Linked DNA regions of Mus musculus: region 1 is linked to region 2. The links are chromatin contacts, called in public HiChIP or PLAC-seq maps. All regions are on one chromosome and are shown on one strand. Each heading gives the region's core, a stretch centred on a gene start, on an enhancer-like site or on the middle of the called end of the contact. The rest is flanking DNA. Distances are from core to core; before and after follow the strand shown.

Region 1 (6,521 bases), core at 526-3,025, 490 kb before region 2:
TACAAAACTAAAGACATCTGGGGAGAGGAAGCCTCAGTTAAGAAATTGCCCTGGGGGCATGTGTGTAGGGCATTTTCTTGATTACTAATTGGTGTGGGAGGTCCCGGCCCACTGTAGACAGTGCCTTCCCTAGGCAGGTAGGCCTGAACCACCTTACATACGAGGAAGTTGGATGGGAAGGAAGCTGGGTAAGCCAGTAAGCAGGCTTTCTGCATGGATCCTGCTTCCAGGTTCCTGCCTTGAGTCCCCTGACGATGGACTGTAATCTGTAAACCGGAGTGGGCCCTTTCCTCGCCAAGTTGCTTTTGGTAGGTGATACAGCAGAAGAGCAGTGCAGCTCAGCAGTCTTGTTTAACTTGCTCTCTGGTTCACAGCCTTGGTTGTGGGATGAAACAGAACTTGATTAGGTTATAACATCTCTCAGAGGCAAGTAACGTGGTAAGTTTCTACAGCCATTATTTCTGTGAGTCCTGCCTTCTTAAGTTTTGTTTTTGTTTTTTGTTTTTTTGTTTTTTCATTAGGGTAGGGGTGTAATGACTTTTCGGAATCAAAGCTAGGGTCTTTTACACATTAAACTGACTTATATGCCAGTCCCTGTGTTTTCAACAGTATAATGTGTGATTTTTTTTTCCTACTTTCTGAATAGAAGTGGATGGAAGTTGTAAACTGGTTTTATGAAAATTTTTATCATTATTTGATTATATGAAAGTTAAAAGATTTTCTTTCCTGCAAAAAATCACAAATTATTGGTAACTAGATAGATCAATATTTTCCAATGCATTAGATTATATTTGCAGTGACCCAGAATATTTTGGTGCTTAAAAGAAGAGGTCCTATTATATAGATTTATGATCTCTTAAGGAATTATGACCCACAATTTTTAACCCAGTATTATACCTATGACTATTCAATAAATATGTTTCTAAGCCTTGAAGTCTAGGCTTGGTAGCCATTGTTTGAATTAGTAGCCAGTGTTTTCTACATTTTTGCTTTGACCAGTGGGAAAGATTTTCATACATACAGATATGGACGAGCAGATTGTATTTCTATTTTAGGAATACACACACATGTATATGTAACAACAATTAAAAAGTCATGAATTTCAAGGAGACCAAAGGCGGTAATACATGGGAGGTATGGAAAGGAATAGAAGAGGAAGGAAAAGTAGTTATACTATAATCTCCAAAAAAAAAAAAAAAAAAAAAAAAGAAAGAAAGAAAAAAAGAAAGAAAGAAATTATTTTAAAAAGATGTTCTTCTGGAATTCTGACGTAAAGTCTCCTCCTGTTGAGAGACTTGGGGCAGTGCAGCCATTGGCGTCCTCAGCACAGTGAGCGGGCAGGTCTTCAGCTCGCAGTTGCTGCTGCTGTTCTCTGTGCCACTCTCTGCCTGCTGTTTATTCTCCAATCACAGTGGGACTGTGAATTTGGGAAATAGAGAGCAGCATGTGTTTATTTGTGGACCCTATGCCAGTGATACCTGGATTTAAACAGTGTTGCAAAAGCACAGAACTTTTGTGATTTTTTTTTTTTAAACTAGGGCTGTTTTGATGAAAATGTGTGAGAAATGATGAAATACGTAATTGGGATCACTTGGTATTAACTTTTGAGTAGCTAGTTTAAATGGACATTTTATGTCAGCTAAATTTCACTTAATGGAGTTCCTTGATGGTAGTCAAATACACACATTGCAGAAGGCATGCAGCATGGTCAGGCTTGCAGCATGGTCAGGCTGCAGCTCTGTCATGGAGGAACTGCTGCTTCACGTGATTTCGGCATCGGTTCTCAGGAAAACTTGACTAAGGCAGTCCCTTCCCCAAAGCTGCCAGTCCACCCTCTGACAACCTTAAGCCTCCTAATGCGGAACAGATTTTCTCATGCACGATGTCAGCCATTGAGGTCAGGGTGCTGTTCAATAGTATTTTCAACAAGGATGTTGTTACAGTTATTAAACACTTGAAGTATTAGTGATGTAGCTTAAAATTACTGTTTTAATCTCCAGTTCAATTTATGCATGCGATTAATAAAAGCCCTACTGGATAAAGCATATTTATATATTATTTTTTGTTCTGTTTTTATGTGTTTTGTTGCTTGAGGTGTGGTCTCTGAAGCCCAGGCAGGCCTCAAATTTATGGCAGTTTTCAGCCTTAGCCTCCCAAGTGTTGAGCTCATGTGTAGGAGCCACCACGCCTAGCTGTACGCATTGATGGTCTTTTGTTTCCTGAGAGGGCGGAGTGTGGTGTTGCCTAGCCTGACCTTGAGCTGTATATTGAAAGTGACTGGAACGGTGATCCTCCTGCCTCTGTCTCGAAAGTGCTGAGGTTATCAGCCGCCACACCTGGTTTATATCTTGACCAGATCCAATCCAGAACTCAGTGTATACAAGGTAAGTATTCTACCAGCCAAGCCACACCTCCACCATTATGTGTTATTTTGGGCACACTGATTTGTGTTATTAAAAATATTTGCTGTCCTGTTGAGTTCCATCCTTAAATATTGCAGTTAATTGTAACAAAGGGATGTGCTTTTAAGTAGAGTTGAAGGCATAGCCACAGAGAGAATTATTTCAAATAATTTCTGGATGTTATAGTGTGATTTTTTTTTTTTTTAACATCCTAAAAGAATATATTCTGGGCTGGAGAGATGGCTCAGTGGTTAAGAGCGCTGACTGCTCTTCCAGAGGTCCTGAGTTCAATTCCCAGCAACCACATGGTGTTTTATAACCATCTGTAATGGGATGCAATGCCCTCTTCTGGTGTGTCTGAAGGGACCAACAGTGTACTCACATTCATATATATTCTGAGGGTCAAAAGCACTGTGTTTACTGTGTTAATGTAGCTGTACTTATTCTGAAGCTGTTGGTTGCTGATTGTAAGATTAACAGGTGGTAATGGATTGACTTCTAAAAAGTATCAAGAACTGTGTGTGTGTGTGTGTGTGTGTGTGTGTGTGTGTGTGTGTGTCTGAACTGAGATTTTTGGCAAATTAAAAATAAGGACTGTAGTTATAAAAATAAAAGTTTGTTTTGTGAGTTTGAACTGAAAGTGTTGGTGTGGTGTTATTAAAAATGCTATAGTTACTTTTATTTACTCATTTTCCTTGTACAACGTGTGGCCATTCTAGCATAGACTTGAGAGAATACCAATTCCCCTGTCAGGATTTTACATCTTAATAATAACAGCAGCAGCAGATGTTACAGTAGATCTTGGCTACTTTTTTTTTTTTGCTATAATAAATTACCTTGACTAGAGTCACTTAAGAGAGAAAAGAGGGGCTGGAGAAATGGCTCAGCAGTTAAGAGCACAGACTGCTCTTCCAGAGGTCCTGAGTTCAATTCCCAGCAACCACATGGTGGCCCCCAATCATCTGTAATGGGATCTGATGCCCTCTTCTGGTGTGTCTGAAAACAGCTACAGTGTACTCATATAAATACAATACATAAATCTTAGAAGAAGAGAGAGAAAGGAGAAGGATCCATGGTGTGTGGGGAACCTAGGGGGAGGAGCTTGAAGCAGTGTGCTTGTAGTCAAGAAACAGAAAATAGCTCACTTCCTCTTTTCTACTCAAGTACAATATTAGTTTAAGATGCATAAATAAGAGTACACACACCTAAGATGTTCCCAAGAATATAAGACATGTACTGGCTACTTTTTGTGTCACCTTGACATAAACTAGAGACATCTGCAAGGAGGGAGCCTCAGTTGGAGGACAGTTGCCTCCGATAGATTGGCCTTCAGTTGAGAAAATGCGCCTACTAGAGTGCCTTGTGGGTAAGATTGTGCGAGTTCTGCCCCTTTGTTTTTTGTTTTGTTTTATTTGATTAATGGTTGATGTGTGTGGACCCATTCCACTTGGGGCTGTGCTACCCCTGGTCAGGTGGTCTTGTGTGGTCTAAGAAGCAGGCTGAGCAGTTCAGGGGGTGAATGCTAGAAGAAAGCAGTCCTCCAAGGCCTCTGCTTCAGTTCCTGCCTTGAGTTCCTGTTCTGACTCCCCTCAATGATAGACTGTGATCTAGATTTGTAAGGCAAAATAAACCCTTGACTCCCTGAGTTAGGTTTAGTCAGGATGTTCTATAGCATTACAAACCCAGCTCTACTCATATAAGGGTCCAGATTGTTAGACATATTTATCCAAGTTCATGATTGTAGTCAGATAAAACATGCCCAGTGCAGTGACGGTTGGGGAACTGACTTCTTCCTGTTTTCTGTTGTCACTGTACCGAGGATGTGGGCACAGAGACCTTCCTCTTGGGTAGTCAGATAAACGCTGAGTTTTGAGGGACAGTGAAGAATCTGACGTGTGGGTGTAAGGCAGGGGAGGGAACACAGGCCAATGCAATAGGGCTTAAGGTAAGGTTTTGGGAATGGAGTGAATGAGCTGGTAGGTGACTCCAGCTGTGGTCGTAGTCTGCTTGGAGAATACGCAGTTTTGAGAAGCTGAGGGCATAACTTAGTGAGTTCAGCGTGCACTTGGCCCTGGGCTCAGTGCCCTGCAGTGTGGAAAGGAAAATCACAAGAGCCCCAGCCCAAGAAGCTTGTGGTTCTTTCGTGACTATGGGGAGGAGTAAGGTTGTACCATCACAACGAGTCTGTACCAAAGATGAGGAGAAGAGGGGTGTGAGATGACCAGTCAGGCAAGAACAAAACTGGAGAGAGTGACGTGATACTGACAGCACCAGATGGCTGCAGTAGATGGAGAGAATTTGATTCATTTTGGTAAGGTTTGGTTGTGCTTAGATCAGACGCATCCACATTAGTAAACTTTAGTGTGTGAACGGATTCTGCCGCTATTTTTCGACTACTGTGGTATAAACTTTCCTGCGAAATAGTCTGCTTACCCTAAGGCTTAAACTAGAAAGTGTGACAAGGGAGAGATTTGACTACCTTACAGGTCTCATTTTAAAGTTTTATCTGTTTTGATTCACTCTTTTCAGCTATGGAGCTTAGCAATAAGTAAATGTGTAATATTCACAAAAAGAACTAAGAAAAAGGGTTTTTGCTCCATATTAATCCCTAGTATTTATGAAACTTCGGGAAAAGTTAAGAATCATACTCTGCCCTAAAAAGCAAAACAAGGAAAAACCAGTAGTTTAATTGAAGCTCTTACCTTACTGTCTAGGAAAAAGCAAAACAAAACAAAACAGATTATTTTTCTGGTTCTCTCCCCAAAGTAGTAGCTTTTCCTGAATGGTGAAGCTTGAATCCATTTGATGAAAGGTGTACATTTCATTGAAAATTCCTTATTTCTGTCTAGAGTTCAGCTTTTCTATGAATTTATTCAGCCTCAAGTTTTCTCGGGTTCTTGTATCATCAGGTTTATGTGTTTAGCGAAAAATGTAAATTCTGCAGCCATTCTGTCTATACCTTAAGATATCAGCTCTGTGTCCTCCAACCTCTCCATCCAAGACGATTACTGAGAAAGTTGGAACCTGCTATTCACCCATATGCCCTCAAGTCTTTGCTGATAAATGTGTATTCTCATTTTTTACTGATGTCTCTTCAAGTTTCTTAATACTATTGAATAATTCACTGAGTCTCTCTCTCTCTCTCTCTCTGTATGTGTGAGCGCGCACACACAAGTTCCATGTGTACGCATATGTGTTTGTGTTTCTTACCTATGCCATTTTTAATTTGTTCTGGATAACTTATGTGAGAATCAAGAATTACGAATGTATGGTAGGGCCTTGAGGTGGTGGTCTGAGCCTTTAATCCCAGAGGAGGCACTGGGATTACAGGATAGCCAGGGTTATGCAGAGGAACCCTGCCCAGAAAAACAAACAAACACACAAACAAACAAACAGATGCTGTGGTAGGCCAAGACGTCCATTCATTACTAGAGGAAAGTTTAAACGTAAGCCGGGAGGAAATTGTCTCGGCACTCTGCTGTTGATTATTAAACAATGATAGTGCCGGCCAACAACATGAATGAGCTGCTTTTCAAAATACATCTGGTCCTTTAGTGGGAAATTGTTAAATGTCCTTGTCATTTTGTGATTCTCTTTGTTAACGGGGATTGAGAAGAAAGCTCTAGAGCTGATGATCATTTATGTACTTTTGCACTATTCTGAGCGACTGTCCCCACCAAGTGCTACCCACTGGCCAACCAGGAGGCACTGTTGGATGTGTGGTTGAGCTGTCCTGTTAAAGTCCCTTTAAGAACACATTTTATCTGGTCATCATCACATTTTCCTGTGCTACATTAAAAAACAATCAAATAAAAACATTACATTTCTCCCTTAAGATATAGAAAGTTATCGCCTGTAATGCACAAGCAATATTTTTAATATAAAACTGGAGTAGACCTACAGCGTAAGAATATACGAAGAAGGGCTGGTGTGATGGCTCAGTGGGTAAGAGTACCCGACTGCTCTTCCAAAGGTCCAGTGTTCAAGTCCCAGCAACCACATGGTGGCTCACAACCATCCGTAACGAGATCTGACGCCCTCTTCTGGTGTGTCTGAAGACAGCTACAGTGTACTTACATATAAATAAATAAATCTTTAAAAAAAAAAAGAATATACAAA
Region 2 (6,523 bases), core at 2,929-5,428:
GCTTTCTGAGCTCTGGCCGTGTCCAATCTGCTGCTTTTTCTCTCTGCTCTCGACTATTCCAGATGTCTCTGTAAGTTCTCTCTCATCTACAACCCCACTTCCTCAATCATGGAGCAGACATTTGGATGGTTTCTTGACTCCTTTCAAATATTTATGTTGTTGACTTACATGTCTGATAGAAGCCAGTATCTTGACCCAAAAACAAGGCTAGAGATGCAGCTCAGAAGTTAAAGGAACTGGTTTCTCTTCCAGAGGACCCGGTTCAATCCCAAGCACTCACAAGATAGCTCACAACCATGTGACCCCAAGTACAAGAAATTTGATGCCCTCTTTTGGGCATCAAGGGATTTGAGGGGAATCGTTTATCCAAGGGAACTGCATGCCACATGGTGCGCAACACACATGCAAGCAAACACTAATACACATAGAATAAATAAAATCTAAGAAGTCAATCTTTTTTTGTGTGTGGTTTTTCGAGTTTCTTTGTGTAGCCCTGGCTGTCCTGGAAATCACTCTGTAGACCAGGCTGGCCTCGAACTCAGAAATCCACCTGCCTCTGTCTCCTGAGTGCTGGGATTAAAGGCATTCGTCACCACGCCCGGCTAAAAAGTCAATCTTACTAGCAGAGATATTAGAAGTAGGGGTGCTTTTGAAGTTTGTGGGGTCTGGTTTTAAGGTGTGTCTTTCTGTGTTAGAGCTTGACTGATACTGGGCCAAAGTTCATGATTTTATTGTCATTGGTGAATATAGTCAAGTTAGGATTTTGAACTGAGTCATCTGAAGGTAAGTTGTTAGACTGGGCCTAGAGTTCAGAGAAAGAGAGAGAGAGAGAGAGAGAGAGAGAGAGAGAGAGAGAGAGAGAGAGAGCACTTGCCCATTATGTACTGGGCCCAGCAATCTACCCTTTGTACCATGAAATAAAACAAAACCAATAAGTATACAATCATGTGATGACCGTAGCTGAGCTCTCTGTTGCCATGGGGAAATGCAACTTCGCCAGTATCAGCCACTGAAGGTGGGGTTGTATTCCTCAAATGTACTTGTGAAAGCTCTGATTTTCAACATGGAAGTGGGATTTGGAAGGAATCAGGCTTAGACGAGGTCATGTGGGTGGGGCTGCCACTCTGGGGTTAGTGTCCTTATAAGAAGAAGGCCAGCAGCCCTCGGGATAGCAGACCCTACACCTCACTTGGGCATCACAGTAGAGATGTGGGATGTAGGTGAGCTAACTCTGAGGGTGGAGTATGGGAGAGCTGGCCCTGCCACTCGTATGCTGTGTGGTGACACGGGCAAAGGAGAGATCCCCGTCCCCTCCCCTTGCCACCTATGGCAGGCAGGAGAGCTGGCCCTGCCCCTCAACCACTGCAGCACTTGGGAGAGTGAGCCCTGTACCTCACCTGGGCAATAGGCTATAGCTGGCCCTGGTTGTGGGGTTGATGTTGAGACATCCCTGAGGGCATGAAAGCAGCTGACCAGCTCAGATGCCTCTCAATCCCAGACCCAGGGCTTCGAGTCAGTCTGCCTCAGCATCCAGCCCATCTATGAACTGCTGGCGTGCATGAAGGGACCGGTCCTACAGATCCAAAACTACAGGATCTCCACGGCACTGGGCAACAGCAGGATATCCAAGAGAAATCTCAACAAGACTCCAGTACTGATAGAGTAGCAGAGGGCAGAGGACTTGTACCAGACTCATTGCGATGAACATTCAAAAGCCGATACAGTGGGACACGCTGTGACACACTACAGCTTCCACAATGAGACTATTTTTTCTCTGGGGTAGGTTGCACGAGTGGAGGGCAGTTATGAGGGGTGGGGGAGATGAGTGCGATTGGGGGACATGATGTGAAATTCACAAAGAACCAAGAAAAAGTTTTAGAAGGGTTGGGGGTGCAGACACCAAGAAAGGCCTCTTGATGTCAGAGTGAAAGGGCACCCAATGGCAGGGCAGGAAGAAGTCCCTTAGCAGGAAACAAGCCAGGGTACGTTCATCTAGACCGTGCCCGTCTCTAGGATGCTGAGGGACTGGGTGTGATTTAAGCCACTTGGTCTAAACTATTTTGTCGTAACAACTTCAACCAGCAAAGACACGCTGATGAAGAAAAACTGAGTGTCTATTATTTGAATTTTTTTTTAAAGGATATTCAGCTTTACCTTCCTAATTAAGCATTTTCTGACAGGTAAAACCTTTTGTGTTAACATCGACGACGGTAAGCTGTGTGACGTATCAGGTCCCAGCATATCCAAAATCCAATACAAAACCATCAGTGAATTCCTCTTCAGTTTGTCATTATTAGTTTCAGAAAACAATCTCATTGTATCGATTCATTCTGGCTACTCTATAGAGGCCTTCTAGGGGAAAAAAAATCTAAACAAACCAAAAATAAGACCTGATAGGATAGTAGCCAAGTCTGGTGACCTGACTGTATTCCCAAAGACCTACATGTGAACAAGCTGAGTTTTGCAAATTATCCTTTGACCTACACACACATACCCATGCCCTTCCTTCTTCACAATGAACACACACACACACACACACACTTATGAATAAGTGTATAAAAATTATATATAAATATATATTTAAAATATTTTTAAAGAACTTACAGCTATAGTGTTGGGAACAATAGGGCCATGTGACCGTGACCTCAAATCCACAAAAGATAGTAAGATTAAATAAACAATTCAGAGACTCTTTGAAGGACCCAAAGGAGTTACCTGTGGCCGGTAGCACATGTCTAGGGTCCCAGCTTTTTTGAAAGCTGAGGCCCAAGCATCACTTGAATTAGGAGTTCAAAGCAGCCCAGACAACACAGTAAGATCCTATCTACACAGCATGAGCTCATCGCAAAGTCAAAGTTGTACAACCAGCACCAGGACAATGATCCAAAGGAGTCAGCCATCATGAAATGTTTTGCTGTGTTATTAAATTTTTAAAAGCTAGGCATGGGATTATATGCCTGTAATTTTGAAACTCTGGAAGCAGAGGCAGGAAGTTTGTAATTTTGAGGGCAGTGTGGGCTACATGCAACACTTGGTCTCAAAACAATTTTAATTTGTACACTCATACCCATACTGGTATTATTCATAATAGCTGAGAGAGAGAAACATCCCAAGAAACTCTGATATGTAAATGAATATGTGAATAGATAGATAACTTCATAGGATTAAGAAAAGAATCCTACTGTGTGCTCAAGTCTATAATGACCCTAGCATGAAGGAGGCCCCCTAGAGTTGTGTGATGTATTTCAGTCACAGTGTCTCTAAGAATCCCCAAGAGAGACCAACACAAAATGCTCAGGCCCCAGCTGGCTCTTCAGGTAGTCCAGAGTGTGGTGGCCCAGAAAATGAGGAAAGAGGAGACTTTTTGTTTTGGTAAGACACGAACAATTTGGACAACACAGGTTGTAGCAGCGGTGGCTGCGGGGGAGGCATCAAAGTTAATACAGCAAAGCCACAGGAGCCCAGCTGGCAACTCTGAAGGGAGCTTTGAGTCACAGTGGTGGGGGTGTTGTGTCAGGAAGGACAGGCGAGCTGCTGTTGCTGCTAGGCTGCGGCCACAGATAAACAGGTTGTCACGTGAACCTCCAACAGGGCCTCTACTCAGAAGTGATTTTCCTACTGTTTGGGAACACCTAGGTTTCTAATTGCTCCTTTAATCACTTAGAGACAATTAGAAGTGCAGTGAATCTGCAGCGCCCTTGGGTTCCAACCTCTCATTCTCAGATTAGACAACAGCGCTGTAAAGACTTCATATGCCGCACACTGCCACACTCGAGCAGACGCTTGGCTTTGATCTGCGGGGCCTCTGTGGATGGAGAGGGACCTCAGAGTGGAAAGGGCACCTGAGAGGGAAGCCAGAAGATTCCAGAGGCAAGAGGCCCCATATCACAGTTAAGGTAGTTTCTCCTTTCCCATGAGCGCTATGTTCCGCTCCAGGAAGGGGCTCCTGAGGAGGTGACATATCTTCCTATAAAGGACTCGGGAAAGTCTTTCTAGAGGGAAGGACTTGAGCAGGTTTTGAAGGGTGAATAAGAGTTAGGCAAGAGGAAAGAATAGTAAACTCTGAGATTCTGGGTGCTCAAGGTAGAGTCTAGAGAGGGGGTACCAGGAACACTGTGTCTGGTATCCTACAGGAGGGCCCTAGGCCAGGCTGAAGAGCCGCGTTGCCTCCAGTCGCACACAAAGCCGACCAAGGAGCCGTAAGCAGCCTGTGGAAAAGGATTCTGTGTTGAGGGGGAGACGCCTCATACAGGGCAAGTGGCAGTGGGAGAGAGTGGGGGTGGGGACACCAGGGAGGTAGGTGGCTGTTGCAATCCCTAGGCTGTGTCTCATGAGTGAGAGAACTTGCCAGGACAAGCCAGGCAGGGGGTGGGGATGCTCAGCCTCATCTTCTGCATCCATCTGTCCCTTCGCTCACAGGGGGCCTCCTCCCCCACGCCAGCAGAATTTGTGATGTTCTGCAGCCATGGCCAAGGCTCAGAAAGGCCTGTGATGAGTACCACCAAGGTCCGGGGGCGGGGTGGGGTGGGGTGGGGGGAAGCTACCTGCTCTTTTGTGTAACTACAGCACACACATGCGCCATAGTTAAAAGGTTAAACGAGTGGGCAGAGATGCTTCCAGTCAGGGTCATTTTACATCATGAAATTCTAGCTGGAAGTAGATAAAAGGACACTCTAAAGTTGCATTAAATGTGGGCATTTGCCCCCCAAAGATGCCTTCCTCCATCACAGATCATGCTGCTAAGCATGTTAGAAGGAGCTAAAGCTGGGTCTGACTTCCATGGATCCAGGCAAAGGACCTGTGGCTGGAGCATCGACCTGATTCCAGGTGCCAAGCTGATGTGTTCAGTTCTTGGCTTTAGGGCTAATGGAACACTGGCTTCAAGCCGTTGAGGCTATGAGGGGAGTTCTATCTTCTAGACCTCCATCTTGGCAAAGTGCTGTGCTCAGCCAATGAGGAGGGAAGCTGGAGGCTTCTCCCTGGAATATAAGCTTGGGGTGTAGATGCTTGTGAGCCACGAGGCATGGGTACTGGGAACTGAGCTCAAGAAGGGCAGTACTTGCTTTTAACGGCGCTTTGTTGCTAAGAGTTAAAAATTGGGTAAAGAAAAGACTTAGGGCAAGGCCAACTGAAAAATTTGTCAATGGTCTGGAATAAAGATAGCTTCATGGCAGAGTGCTTGCTTGGCATGAGTCAGTCCTCAGCACAGAGGAAAAGATGATAACACATTGGGTAAATGCGCCCACCTGCCTCCCAAGCCTGAGGGGCTAAGCTGGATCCACAGAACACGGCTGGGAAGGAGAGAAGCGACTCCTGAAGAGGTCCTCTTCCCTCTACGTGTTCTCCATAACACATGCATGCCCACGTTCACTGCCCCCCACAACCAAAAATAATAATAATAAATAATTTAAAATTTTTATTAAGACATATTAATGAGTTAGGCATAGTGGCATGTGCCTTTCTTTAATCCACTCAGGAGGCAGAGGCCTGAGGATCTCTGGGATTTTGAGGGCAGCTACAGAGCAAGTTCCAGGACAGCCAGAGCTACATAGAGAGACTTTGTATTTAAAAAAGAAAAAAGGGCATATTAATGACTCACCAGATTGCTGTAATGTCATGCCTTGACTAGAGAAAAGAGGTAATAATAATAATAATAATAATAATAACAGCTATTATTTTTCCAAGCTCTTTAAACTTATATAAGCTACTTAATCTTCATCAAAATTGGTAAAATTATCCTTATTTTACAAAAGATTAAATTGAGAAGTTCATTGTGTCACAAAATCAAGAGAATGGAAAGGACCTGAAAAATATATACTATATGGCATCCCACTGTCTCTTGGGAATTAAAAAGAAAGAAAGAAAAAGTGAGAGAGAGAGAGAGAGAGAGAGAGAGAGAGAGAGAGAGAGAGAGAGAGAGAGAGAGAGAGCAACAACAGCAACAACAACGAACCAATTGCACGCTATTATAACCTGTGCAATGCCTCCCATGGTGGCTGGCTTTATGATTGATGGAGAGGTGTAAGAAGTTACTTTAAGGTTTTACAGATACTTCACTGGGAACTAAGAATCAGAGTTTAGGGGTCCTGTGCTAACTAATGCTGGGATGGAGCCCAAATAAATTCATCACTTACTCCAGAAAACTCTTAGTCCTGAAAGAGCAGGAGTGGAGTCAGCTGAGAGGTTTGTCAGTAACTGCTACATCTTGTTCATCAAGCATTTCCTAGACCCCCATAGCCTTGAACCCATGAATGCAAATTTTGATGCCTCCTCATTCCAACCAGTCCCCTCCTTCCTAAACTTACCTGAGCCGTGCTGGAAATGATGGGAAGTTTGTGAGCCATGCTAAAGCATGATGGGAACTTTGTTGAGGTCATGCCCTCCCCCAGCTTTGCTTCATCAACAACTTTTCTTTTCTCTTAATTTTTGGCGAGTTAACTGTTGGCACTGTATATATTTAACTGTGGTTCTGGTGAAGTTATTGCATTGTCAGTAAGATAGCCAAATCTTGGGGGAGATACTG

The links. HiChIP or PLAC-seq counts read pairs in DNA pulled down with a chosen protein or histone mark.
Region 1: an H3K27ac HiChIP or PLAC-seq map of embryonic stem cells shows a contact between it and region 2, with 5 times the contacts expected there. The contact joins two enhancer-like sites. A contact is called at or near these places in 1 of 15 datasets of contacts at CTCF or cohesin (pro-B cells), 9 of 484 Hi-C or Micro-C datasets (cerebellum, cerebral cortex, differentiating embryonic stem cells and 1 more) and 7 of 115 datasets of contacts at active chromatin or transcription factors (craniofacial prominence, embryonic basal ganglia and embryonic stem cells).

What each region holds. Positions count from the first base shown.
Region 1 is chr2:60,017,040-60,023,560 of GRCm38.p6, reverse strand. The region is part of intron 2 of Baz2b (bromodomain adjacent to zinc finger domain, 2B); the gene reads left to right. Among named protein-coding and RNA genes, the nearest start is that of Gm13572, 17 kb to the left of the region's middle. Within about 2 kb of position 1,775, at least 65 of the 459 cell types and tissues checked have an H3K27ac peak or open chromatin away from gene starts, as enhancers often do. A contact at or near this core is called in embryonic stem cells, where this site is marked.
Region 2 is chr2:59,531,531-59,538,053 of GRCm38.p6, reverse strand. No RefSeq gene overlaps it. Among named protein-coding and RNA genes, the nearest start is that of Gm39831, 23 kb to the right of the region's middle. Within about 2 kb of position 4,178, at least 31 of the 459 cell types and tissues checked have an H3K27ac peak or open chromatin away from gene starts, as enhancers often do. A contact at or near this core is called in embryonic stem cells, where this site is marked.